Linked DNA regions of Zea mays: region 1 is linked to region 2. The links are chromatin contacts, called in public ChIA-PET maps. All regions are on one chromosome and are shown on one strand. The core of a region is the stretch at or near the end of the contact, and the rest is flanking DNA. Distances in the headings are between cores, read along the strand shown.

Region 1 (5,168 bases), core at 2,661-5,160, 160 kb after region 2:
CCAACAGTTAGTTGGTTTGCGTCTTCGCGAGCGCCGCCGCTCTCCGCTTCACCGAAAGGCAGACGTGTTCCACTTCCACAAAAACTGCTACGGAGTATTCGGCGCTCTTTAACTTGACAATCGCCACTGTCGAATGGGCTCTATTGGATTGAGCGTGAAATATAGTTTTGTAATAAATACTGTAGGTTTATAAAAATGCAAATATCCATATTGTTTTCTTCTTGATCTTACAGTATCAAATAGTAGTAGTGGCACATCATGATCAGCTGCTAACACGTTTACATACGGTACGCATGTTATATATATACAAAGCATACGACACGTTCCCTTTTTTTATTTCTCCGTAGTGATGTATCTAGTTTTTTAAAAAACAGTAAAATTCAATTATATTCTATAATCCGTTTATGAGAAAGCATGAAAAATGACTTTTTTTTAAGTCATGAGTGCATGACACTTGCAAACCTTAGAATCACTAGCATATATAATACGTACTACATTTCGAATCTTATAATCACTGGCATAAATACATACTACTCTATATGTAAACAAACCGAGAAAAATACATACTCCGTCTTGCGTTGCACACTCTAGGAACATTTTGGGTTAGCATCCAAAAGGCAGTGAAGAGTACAAAACGGTTTTGGACATGTTAGTATTGGGGCCCAAAACTCTAGGAACCATTTGGGGTACCGAAACTTGGGTTGGGCTTGGGCCAACTATCAGCCCAGATTTCTATCAACCCAATGAGGACATGTTTAATAATCGAATGAAAGACAGATGAAGACAAAAAAAAAGGCCGAACATCATAGTGTCAGGAACCATATAATCAACTTTTTCACACGAATTATTAATTATTTTGCAGGGCACTCCGTCACAATCACCATCATTATTGACCCGAGCACCAATCTCCATGCAATCGCTACTACTAGTGGTGGATCATCGACAACACCTGTGACCCGGAGATTAAACACATGGCAATCGCAGGATGGCCACATGCAGCTGCACGCACACTGATTTTGATTTGTGTTTAGATGGCGGGGCCTCCAGCTCACTCCCAGATGCCGACCTCCATGAACCCGTCCTCGGTGGCGCAGCCCCGGAACATGCCGGTGCAGTTGAATCCGTACGCCACCTCGCCGGTGCCGGAGACGGCGATGAGGCCGGCGAATCCCTGGTCGAGGCGCTCCTTGACGCAGTAGTCGACGGCCTGCTGCAGGGGCAGTCCCTTGTACTCCATGACGGCGGCCACGTCGCGCGCGAGCGTGCAGCGGATGATGGCCTCGCCCTCGCCCGTGCACGACACGGCGCAGGCGCCGCACGCGTAGGTGCCGGAGCCGATGAGCGGCGAGTCCCCGATGCGGCCGGCCATCTTGTTCATGAGCCCGCCCGTGGACGTGGCCGCCGCGCAGGCCCCCGACGCGTCCACCACCGCGCACCCCACCGTCTCCGGCGCGTACACGCTGATGGGCAGCCCGTTCATGACCATCCCCGCCTTGTGCACGCCGCCGCCGTTGCTGTCCGCCGCGCCCGCCAGCGCGCTGCACGTGTCCGTCCCCGCCAGCGGGATCCGGTAGTCGAACTGCACGCGCGCCCACATCCGTGCGTGGTCAGTCAGGTCACCACCTCTGGATTGATTTCGGAAACCCAAAAGGAAAAGAAAAAAAGTTGACAGGAGTGGGTGTTGTAGGCGGACGGAACCAACCAGGATGCTGCCGGCCTCCTTGGCGAGCTTGAGCATGCCGACGTTGTCATCCGTGATGAAGTAGCTGTTGTCCACGGTCTCCAGGCCCTAGAGAAAAATAGCGAACCAACATCAGAACAAAATTTCAAAAATGAAAATACAAAAACTGTTGAAAATCCCCAGCTAATCTGGGCCGCGCGCGCTCGGATCTTGCCGTGTTGTTGGCCACGGTGGACCACGGCGTGGCGACAGATTCGGGCGCGAGGCGGACACGTACAGCCACAGGGGCCAAGTGGAGGCCGATGGTCCCTGCGTGGATTCCGTGGATGCGGCTCGGGCCTCGGCGCCCACACGCGCACCAACAACACCAGCGGCCACGGCCCACGAGCTTGGTTAACAGAGAAGCATGGCGCGTGAGGTGCACAGTGGGTGGAGCAGGCAGGAGCTGTGCTACGTTCGCTTCAATTGCCAGCTTGGGGTGGGGGAACCGACCCGTCCTAGGTTGTCATGAACTGACAAAACCGCCCCCAGCTGTTCCACAGCTGGTCAGCAGAGCACGCTCTTTGTTTAGTACTCTGAGTGTGGAAAGAACGTGAGGCCCGGGAGGGGAGGAACAGTGAGTACACTTTTTCTTTTTCTGCTTGGTAGGTAGGTGCGGTTCTTTGGTGGACAAACGTGAGTTGGAGGAGTGGCATGGTATTACGTAGCAGAGCATCCTACAAATGAATCTTCGTGGAATATGGTGAACAAGAAAAAAAAGAGAGAGATAGGTATCAAATCGTGTTACAGTACAGCGTATTGAACTTGTAACATGTACTGCTATAATTATATATATTTTTAAACGAGAAATGGACAGCTAGTTTTGGCGCGGGTCCCAGCAGCAAATCACGCAGCGGTTGCTTTCAGCTGATGTGAAATCCTCCGAGGACCATGGGGCGGCGGCAAAAAAGTGGGAGGCACGTGCACGAACAAACGTAAAGCAGAGTGCTAATCTAGTTTCTACTGCTAGACTAAGATGCAACAATATGGGCTGTCTACACATGCAAATTAAAGGCGAAGTTGCGTGCCTTGCTGACAGAAAACAAACCTCTCAAGAGACGTAAACGGAGCTAGATAAGTATCGAGCCTGTCATGTTCAGGAGGAAACGGGATGCAGGTGCAGCCAAAGGAAAATCCCAAATAAAGTGAATTTCGTCGGCCAATTTCGTGGACCAGACGCTCTCCTTGCACTAGCACTAGCAGATGTGCAGAATCTTGCTGGAAATTCACATGGCCAGCGAAGATTCACCTTTCAAGACACGGGTCCTGCAGCCGTTCTGTTGCGGCGGGAAAAAAACAGAGAGACTGTACTACGTGCCTTGCACATGCCTGCAGACGGCTGTCCTGCACCCACGTCACGCTCACGGGTTTTCAACCAGTTCTGTTTTAAGTTCTAGCTTCACCGGTTCACCCTAATTTCGCGGTAAATTCCGTTTCCGTTTATTTATCCGGCATTCTCTCGCGTCCTTCCATTTACATTTTATCTCCATAAAAATGGCGTTTTTTTTTACTTGAAGAAATTTGTGTTTGTTAGGGGGTTTCGTTTGCACTGGGGGAGCTAGCTAGCCATGCACGATTCATGCAGCGAGAACCGAGAAGAGAAACAGTGAAGGTGACGAGGACGCGAGATTAACCAGGGAGGAATTAGTTGGGTCGGCGGGCGGGCGGCCCTCACCTGCGCACGGGCGAACTCCTCGGCGCCGTCGAAGGCGAGGTACGAGTGGGGCGAGTTGTCCATGACGCGGCGCGCCAGGGACACGGGGTTCTTGACGGTGGAGACGCCGGACACGGCGCCGCAGCGGCGGCCGCGGCCGTCCATGATGCTGGCCTCCATCTCCACGGTGCCGGCGCGGGTGAGCGCGGACCCGCGCCCCGAGTTGAAGAAGGGGTCCGTCTCCAGCTCGCGCACCACGGCCTCCACGACGTCCAGCGCCTGCGCGCCCGCGCGCAGCAGGTCCACGCCCACCTGCAGGCACCGCGCCAGCACGCGCTTCGCCTCCTCCTGCCGGTGCTCCGGGAGGTTCGGGTCCACGCCCGCGCCGCCGTGGATGGCAATGGCCCAGGGCGCCATGTCACTGGTCGGCGGCGGCTTGATTCTCTCTGTCTCTATGTGTGCGGGCGGGCGGGCGGGCTACTTGTCTCTGCTTCTCGAGGGATCGATCGATCGGTGTTCCCCGTGCGATGCGTGAAATTCTGTGGACGATGTGAGGATGGAGAATGCTGGGTGGGAAGGCGGGGGTATTTATAGGCGTCTGGCGTCTGCGGTCTGCCCTTCTCGTGCTGCTGTGCTGTGGTTGTGGCCTGTGGGTTGTGCTCCTGTGGCCCGCCGGACGCCAGGGGGAATTCAGCTGAGTTTTGAGAATCTCAAGTCCGGGAGCGGCCGCCTGGCTCCCACAGGCCACAGCCGCCCCACTGGCCGGTCCGGCCCGGTCCGGAGCGAATCCTTATTTTAAAGGGATGCGATCTTTAGTGTATAAATGGGTATAATATTAGGCCATGTGAGTAAATCGAGTTAGCGTCATTCAAGATTTCGGAAGATTATATTATTAAATGTATACAATAATTAATACATGTGTTATACATGTGTTGTATATATGTCTAGGTTTATAATCATCTATATTCATGAATATAGACATAACAATTTAGAGCTAAAACGACTACTATTTTTAGACGGCTGGAGTATAAGCATAGTTTGATAAAAAAACTGAACATTTTAGACTATCTCCACCAGCTTCCATATCCCATCGCCTATCTAACTATCTACTTCAAACTCATCTTTTTGTAGATTATACAATATATAGTGTAAAATGGTACTTTACGCGCTCATATACACGCTCTTGTTACAAGTATAACCTAATAATACTGCATACAAGTGTTATATTCTAACACCTAGGCTAAGTTTAGATTGACTAAAATAAATTGCCAAACGTTAAAAAATAGTTGCTTTGGGCAGAGTAATGTCAATGTGTAAATAGATTAGAGATAATAGTTAGCTGCTAAATTACATGGGAACATCCTAACAACTTAGTTAATAGTTCTACTTCTGTTATTAGCTACTTTTAGCTAGACATATCCAAACACCCCAGTTAAGAGCTTAAGGCTAACTCTAAGAGAGTACTTATCACATGCCTAAGAGCATATCCAATTATTAGCTACTTTTAGCTAAGTCCATTGACATTTTTTAGTTAGCTAACTATTATATCCGGTTCATTCGTTCATTCAAACATCTCAAAAGGCTCCGTTTAGTCAGGTTTTGGGCTGTTTATTTTTCAGTTCAAAAGCTAAAAAAAAACTAGTAAATGGGTTGTTTGGTGGTTACTTTTAAGTAATATATTTTTGAAGCACTTTAGATCTATTTTTGACTTTTGGTTTTGTACCTTTTAAAATAATCGAGATAAAAAAGCTATTTTGCTATCGATTCAAAGGAGATAAAAATAATAGATATTTC
Region 2 (5,043 bases), core at 996-3,495:
CGGTCTGCAACCTTTTCCCTTATGCTCGAATTGAATCTTGGCAAGAATGACAACTCTGTGTCTCCACCAATGGCATGCGAACGTTCTATACGTGTATATACTCCGTTACCCCGACTGGCTGGCACTACTCTATTCTGTCTCTTTAACCCTGCTAGATGAGATGTGCCTTTTCAATTAGTTTACCGCTATACTCAACCTTCGGTGTTCTTAGCTATACAAGTGAGGTATAACTGGAAAGTACATTTAGAAAAGATTGACTGCACGTTTGGATATCTGTGATGCGTATATATGTTTTTAATGAAGTCTAATGTCGTACTCCCTCCGTCCACATGGTTTGTCTCTTTTTTTAGTTTTGTACCCTAATTACATTCCTATACTATCATGACAATTCTAGAAATATAAATACTCAAAATAAATTGCTCAAAAAATAATAGTGAGAAATAAAGCAAGGGTTTAGAAGTCTCCTCACGTTTTTTAAGGACTTAAAGAGTTGACGCTCTCCACTAATCCTCGTATGGGTATAGCTTCCCCTTGATCCACACAAGGACCAAACACTCTCTATGTGCTAGTTTTTTTATCGCTTTAGTATGGTAAACCGCTCACTACCGTGTACATGTCCTGAGTCACAACCTCTTCAGATGATCATTACACTCTGATTGCCACCAAATTGCCTGGATAACGCCGATCACCAAGAGTAATAAACACAAACTTTCACTTGGCTCTCTCAAGACTCATGAGAATAATGAATGCATGTTAGTTACCCTTATTTATACTAATGAGGATGTTAATCTTATGCAATGCCCCCTTATCGCACATTATATGAGCTGCTTTGGCTATTAAAAGGGGCAAGGACACTTATGCTGGGCGGTTGATGGGGCAAGGACACTAAGAGTGTAAGAAAGTTGAATATATAGCAGTCACCTTTAGTCTTGGTTGATGATCCCAAACCACTAACCAAGACTAAACTCTTCCTAAACCTACGTGCGGAGCTAGCCATTGCGCTAATGCTTAGGCTATTATTCCCAATGGGTAGTATCATACTAATTAATGAGATGCCACATGACTTTTTCTAATGTGGCAAGGTATTTAATAGGAGGGAGAACAAAAGTTGTATCTTAAGTAAGATACTGTTTTGGCACGATATTTTAGCCTTTTTAGGTTATAGCATAAAAATTGATGTTTAAGCTCATGCTCATAGACACAACATCACACCAATTAAATAGTTAAAATATATACTCCCTCCGTTTATTTTTATTTGTCACATTTTAGTTCAAAAATAAACTAGCGGACGACAAATATTCGATGACAGAGATAATACTAAGTATGACACTGTATATTGTAGAGGGTCATTTTTATAGCAGTACCATACTTTTCATCCTATATGATATTTTTTAATATTGGAGTATTGATACTTTGGACTGTGAATAGCCTTATATTAATTTTGAGATCAACGTTAATTAGGCTGTCTCCAACAACTTATCCCTCCTTGTCTCTATATTTAAACTCCACTTTATAAAAATACAGTTTATAGTATAAAACAATGGTTTAAGTAATTACATGAGTAAACTGTTCGACATGGACTAAAGCCCAAAACCAAAGGTCAGCTGCGCTGGTGCTAGGATGTCATGTTCGGTGGGATATATATTTTGAACTTTGGCACGCACCCCTATGCAGCATGTCAGAAACTTAATATACGTGTACGAGTGCGGCATCTCAGATTGCCAAGCGTGAAATTCTTCTCATTCTCCGTGCCACAGGTAGAGAGTGTGTGTGCAGCTAGCAATGCTGATGATTAGCTGATCACATGCTCTATAGGTCAAAGGATCAATTATGTGTGTGAATCTTTAATTATTCTATGCATATGCTTTTGCACATGTAAACACCAAGGAATATATTAGTGCTGCATGGGTCCGGTCCCTCCTTGTTGGCGTATTTAATTTGTGGTCATGTGCAATGGCGATGTCAAATTAAAGCGAGAGTAAAAAAGTGGTGGTGTGGATGGTTTGTTTCTCTGCCATCACAAGCTACGATGGGGGTTGTGGTATCAAATCCATGGGATGGATGAAAACTGCTGCCAATTTTTTAGATGTGTGCCTCGCTATGGCTGTACGTGTAGCTAAAATTATTGGACACCAACCCTACCCTTTGTGTCGCGCGCGCTTCTCCCTTTCTCAAAGTTGCGTACCGCTTTTCCTCTTCATCTGAAGCTGCTGCCATATACCGCCCTCTTCCTCTCCTTTATATCTACCCCTTGGACCTGGAGGAGAGGAGCTAGTGAGCTACCGAGAAGAAGAAGGAAGGGCCATCTTCCGACCCACTTGTAGGCGCTGTAAGCCTGTAAGCAGTCACCTCTCAGCCACAGACATGGTGGGCATGAGAGGCGCCTACGGTGGTGCTTGCAATGACGACAGCAAGAGCCGGCTGCACGGAGGCAAGGCGGCGGAGCCGGAGATCGCGTCGATGGCAGTGCACAAGGTGGCGCCGCCACCGGCGCGGAGCACGGCGAGCAAGATGAAGGTGAGGGTGAAGGAGACCTTCTTCCCCGACGACCCGTTCCGGGCGTTCAAGGGGCAGCCGCCGGGGACGCAGTGGCTCATGGCGGTCAGGTACCTCTTCCCCATCCTGGACTGGGTGCCGAGCTACTCCTTGTCGCTCTTCAAGTCCGACCTCGTCGCGGGCCTCACCATTGCCAGCCTCGCCATTCCTCAGGCAAGCATCATCATTATTATTATTAACGACCATTAATTTGGTTGGTTATATACTAGCTTCATTAACGACGGCTCAGTGTTCTTGGCTGCATGCATGCAGGGCATTAGCTACGCGAAGCTGGCAAGCTTGCCTCCCATAATCGGGCTGTGTACGTATCTGTAACCCCTGCTAGCTTAGCTGGCGTCGATCTACTAGTCTACCTATATTAAAGGCATGCACGCAACGCATGCAGATTCGAGCTTCGTGCCGCCGATGGTGTACGCGGTGCTGGGGAGCTCCCGTGACCTGGCGGTGGGCCCGGTGTCGATCTCGTCGCTGATCATGGGGTCCATGCTGCGGCAGGCCGTGAGCCCCACCGCGGAGCCGACGCTGTTCCTGCAGCTGGCCTTCACCTCCACCCTGTTCGCGGGGCTGGTGCAGGCCTCCCTGGGCATCCTCAGGCTCGGCTTCGTCATCGACTTCCTGTCCAAGGCGACGCTGGTGGGGTTCATGGCCGGCGCCGCCATCATCGTGGCGCTGCAGCAGCTCAAGGCGCTGCTGGGCATCGTCCACTTCACCACCGAGATGGGCATCGTCCCAGTCATGGCCTCCGTCTTCCACCACACCAGCGAGGTATAAATCTATTATTATGCATGACGATGGCTGGCTGGACGAGGTCTTAATTAATTATAGCTTCTAGCAGCCAATGCATGCATGCGATTAACTGGCTAACGTGTGTTAATTTGATCTGTATGCTTGCGTACGCGTGCAGTGGTCGTGGCAGACGATCCTCATGGGCGTCTGCTTCCTCGTCTTCCTGCTGTCGGCGAGGCATGTGGTACGTATACATATACTGCCATGCATACTGAATAAAAAACTACTACTAGAATCTAGACATCTAAATTTTAACAAGTCCTTTATAAACAATTCTCTCTTGTCGTACGTGTACGTATGTATATATACCTCCCGTTGGTCAATGTCGTTTTCTGGTATATGCGGCGTGTACGTACGTACGTGGCCGCTCTAGAAAGTATTCGACGGTAGCATGCCTTTCTGCTGCTCTGCTCCTTCATTTCGCTGTCGCTGTCGCGCTCGCACACGGCACACATGACACATACGTAGTGTGTGCCTGCCTACAGGCTCTACTCCGTACTATATATATATACAGGACTGGAGTACGTACGTGTGTAGGTCGTGTGCTACTTTACTACGCACACACTACGTACTACTAGACACACGGCACACACTAGAACCGTACCCCCACCGGCCTCACGGTCACGGCAGAAGAAGATTCTGGGGACAAGGAGGAGTGCTCCTGGGGCCGGGGAGATGGCCATGCATGCAGATGCAGTAGTCATGGATGAAATGATGATCGACTGCATGCATCGATCTGGCCGTGCATTGGAAGGATCTGCGTGACATCTTTCACTCCTGGTCCACACGGAATCTTGTTGCTGGGTCCTGGCACTACTAGTCTACTACCGGCATCTGTCATGTATCATTGAGAGAGAGAGAGAGAGAGAGAGAGAGAGAGAGAGAGAGTTGATTTCAGAATCTCAGTTAATTCTTGATAGATGCAGTCCACCAGCTGCTGTGACATTTTCCACCTCATCATGCATGGCATGCATCGTCCCTGCATGTACGCAGAGCATCAGATGGCCAAAGCTTTTCTGGGTTTCGGCGTGCGCGCCCCTGGCATCGGTCACCATCTCGACGCTGCTTGTTTTCCTCTTCAAAGCTCAGAACCATGGCATCAGCATCGTAAGATCTGAAACCCGCTGAGAGGAATTTTTGTTTTTTCTTTCCTAGTTGCCTTTTGCAACAGGCCGGTTGTGGTGACTGACAGCCAGGGATTTTGTCTGCATCTTAATTTTCACCACAGATTGGGCAGCTCAAGTGCGGCCTGAATCGCCCCTCGTGGGACAAGCTCCTGTTTGACACGGCGTATTTAGGCCTCACCATGAAGACTGGCCTTGTCACCGGAATCATCTCACTGACGGTATGACTTAATTAGCATCGGGGGGGTTTTTTTTGGTTTCATCTTAATCTAGTAGCTAGCATTGTGATTGACAAGTCTCTAAGACAAGTATATCACATCAGTTACTGTACTACTGCAGGAAGGAATAGCGGTTGGTAGAACATTTGCCTCACTCAAGGACTACCAGATAGATGGAAACAAGGAGATGATGGCCATAGGGTTGATGAATGTTGTTGGGTCCTGCACATCATGCTACGTAACAACAGGTACTGTCCGATCCACTAATCTTTTCGCTGAGTAAATTTCTAGGATCAATACCAAGCTATAGCTGGACAGGGAATAATGATCATCGGCTCTGTACGTAGGTGCGTTCTCCC

What was found. ChIA-PET counts read pairs in DNA pulled down with a chosen protein or histone mark.
Region 1: an RNA polymerase II ChIA-PET map of seedling shows a contact between it and region 2, with 6 times the contacts expected there. The contact joins the promoter of LOC103645841 here to the promoter of LOC100383552 in region 2. A contact is called at or near these places in 7 of 25 Hi-C or Micro-C datasets (bundle sheath, ear, leaf and 2 more) and 1 of 3 datasets of contacts at active chromatin or transcription factors (seedling).

The regions. Positions count from the first base shown.
Region 1 is chr2:5,280,065-5,285,232 of Zm-B73-REFERENCE-NAM-5.0, forward strand. It overlaps LOC103645841 (probable isoaspartyl peptidase/L-asparaginase 2), which reads right to left and starts at 3,911. Exons shown (of 3, transcript NM_001326688.1): 1 at 3,396-3,911; 2 at 1,703-1,789; 3 at 807-1,579. The coding sequence starts at 3,791. The coding sequence ends at 1,049.
Region 2 is chr2:5,121,839-5,126,881 of Zm-B73-REFERENCE-NAM-5.0, forward strand. LOC100383552 reads left to right here and starts at 2,246. Exons shown (of 12, transcript NM_001176200.1): 1 at 2,246-2,709; 2 at 2,809-2,857; 3 at 2,942-3,321; 4 at 3,461-3,526; 5 at 4,336-4,449; 6 at 4,571-4,687; 7 at 4,806-4,932; 8 at 5,032-5,043. The coding sequence starts at 2,365.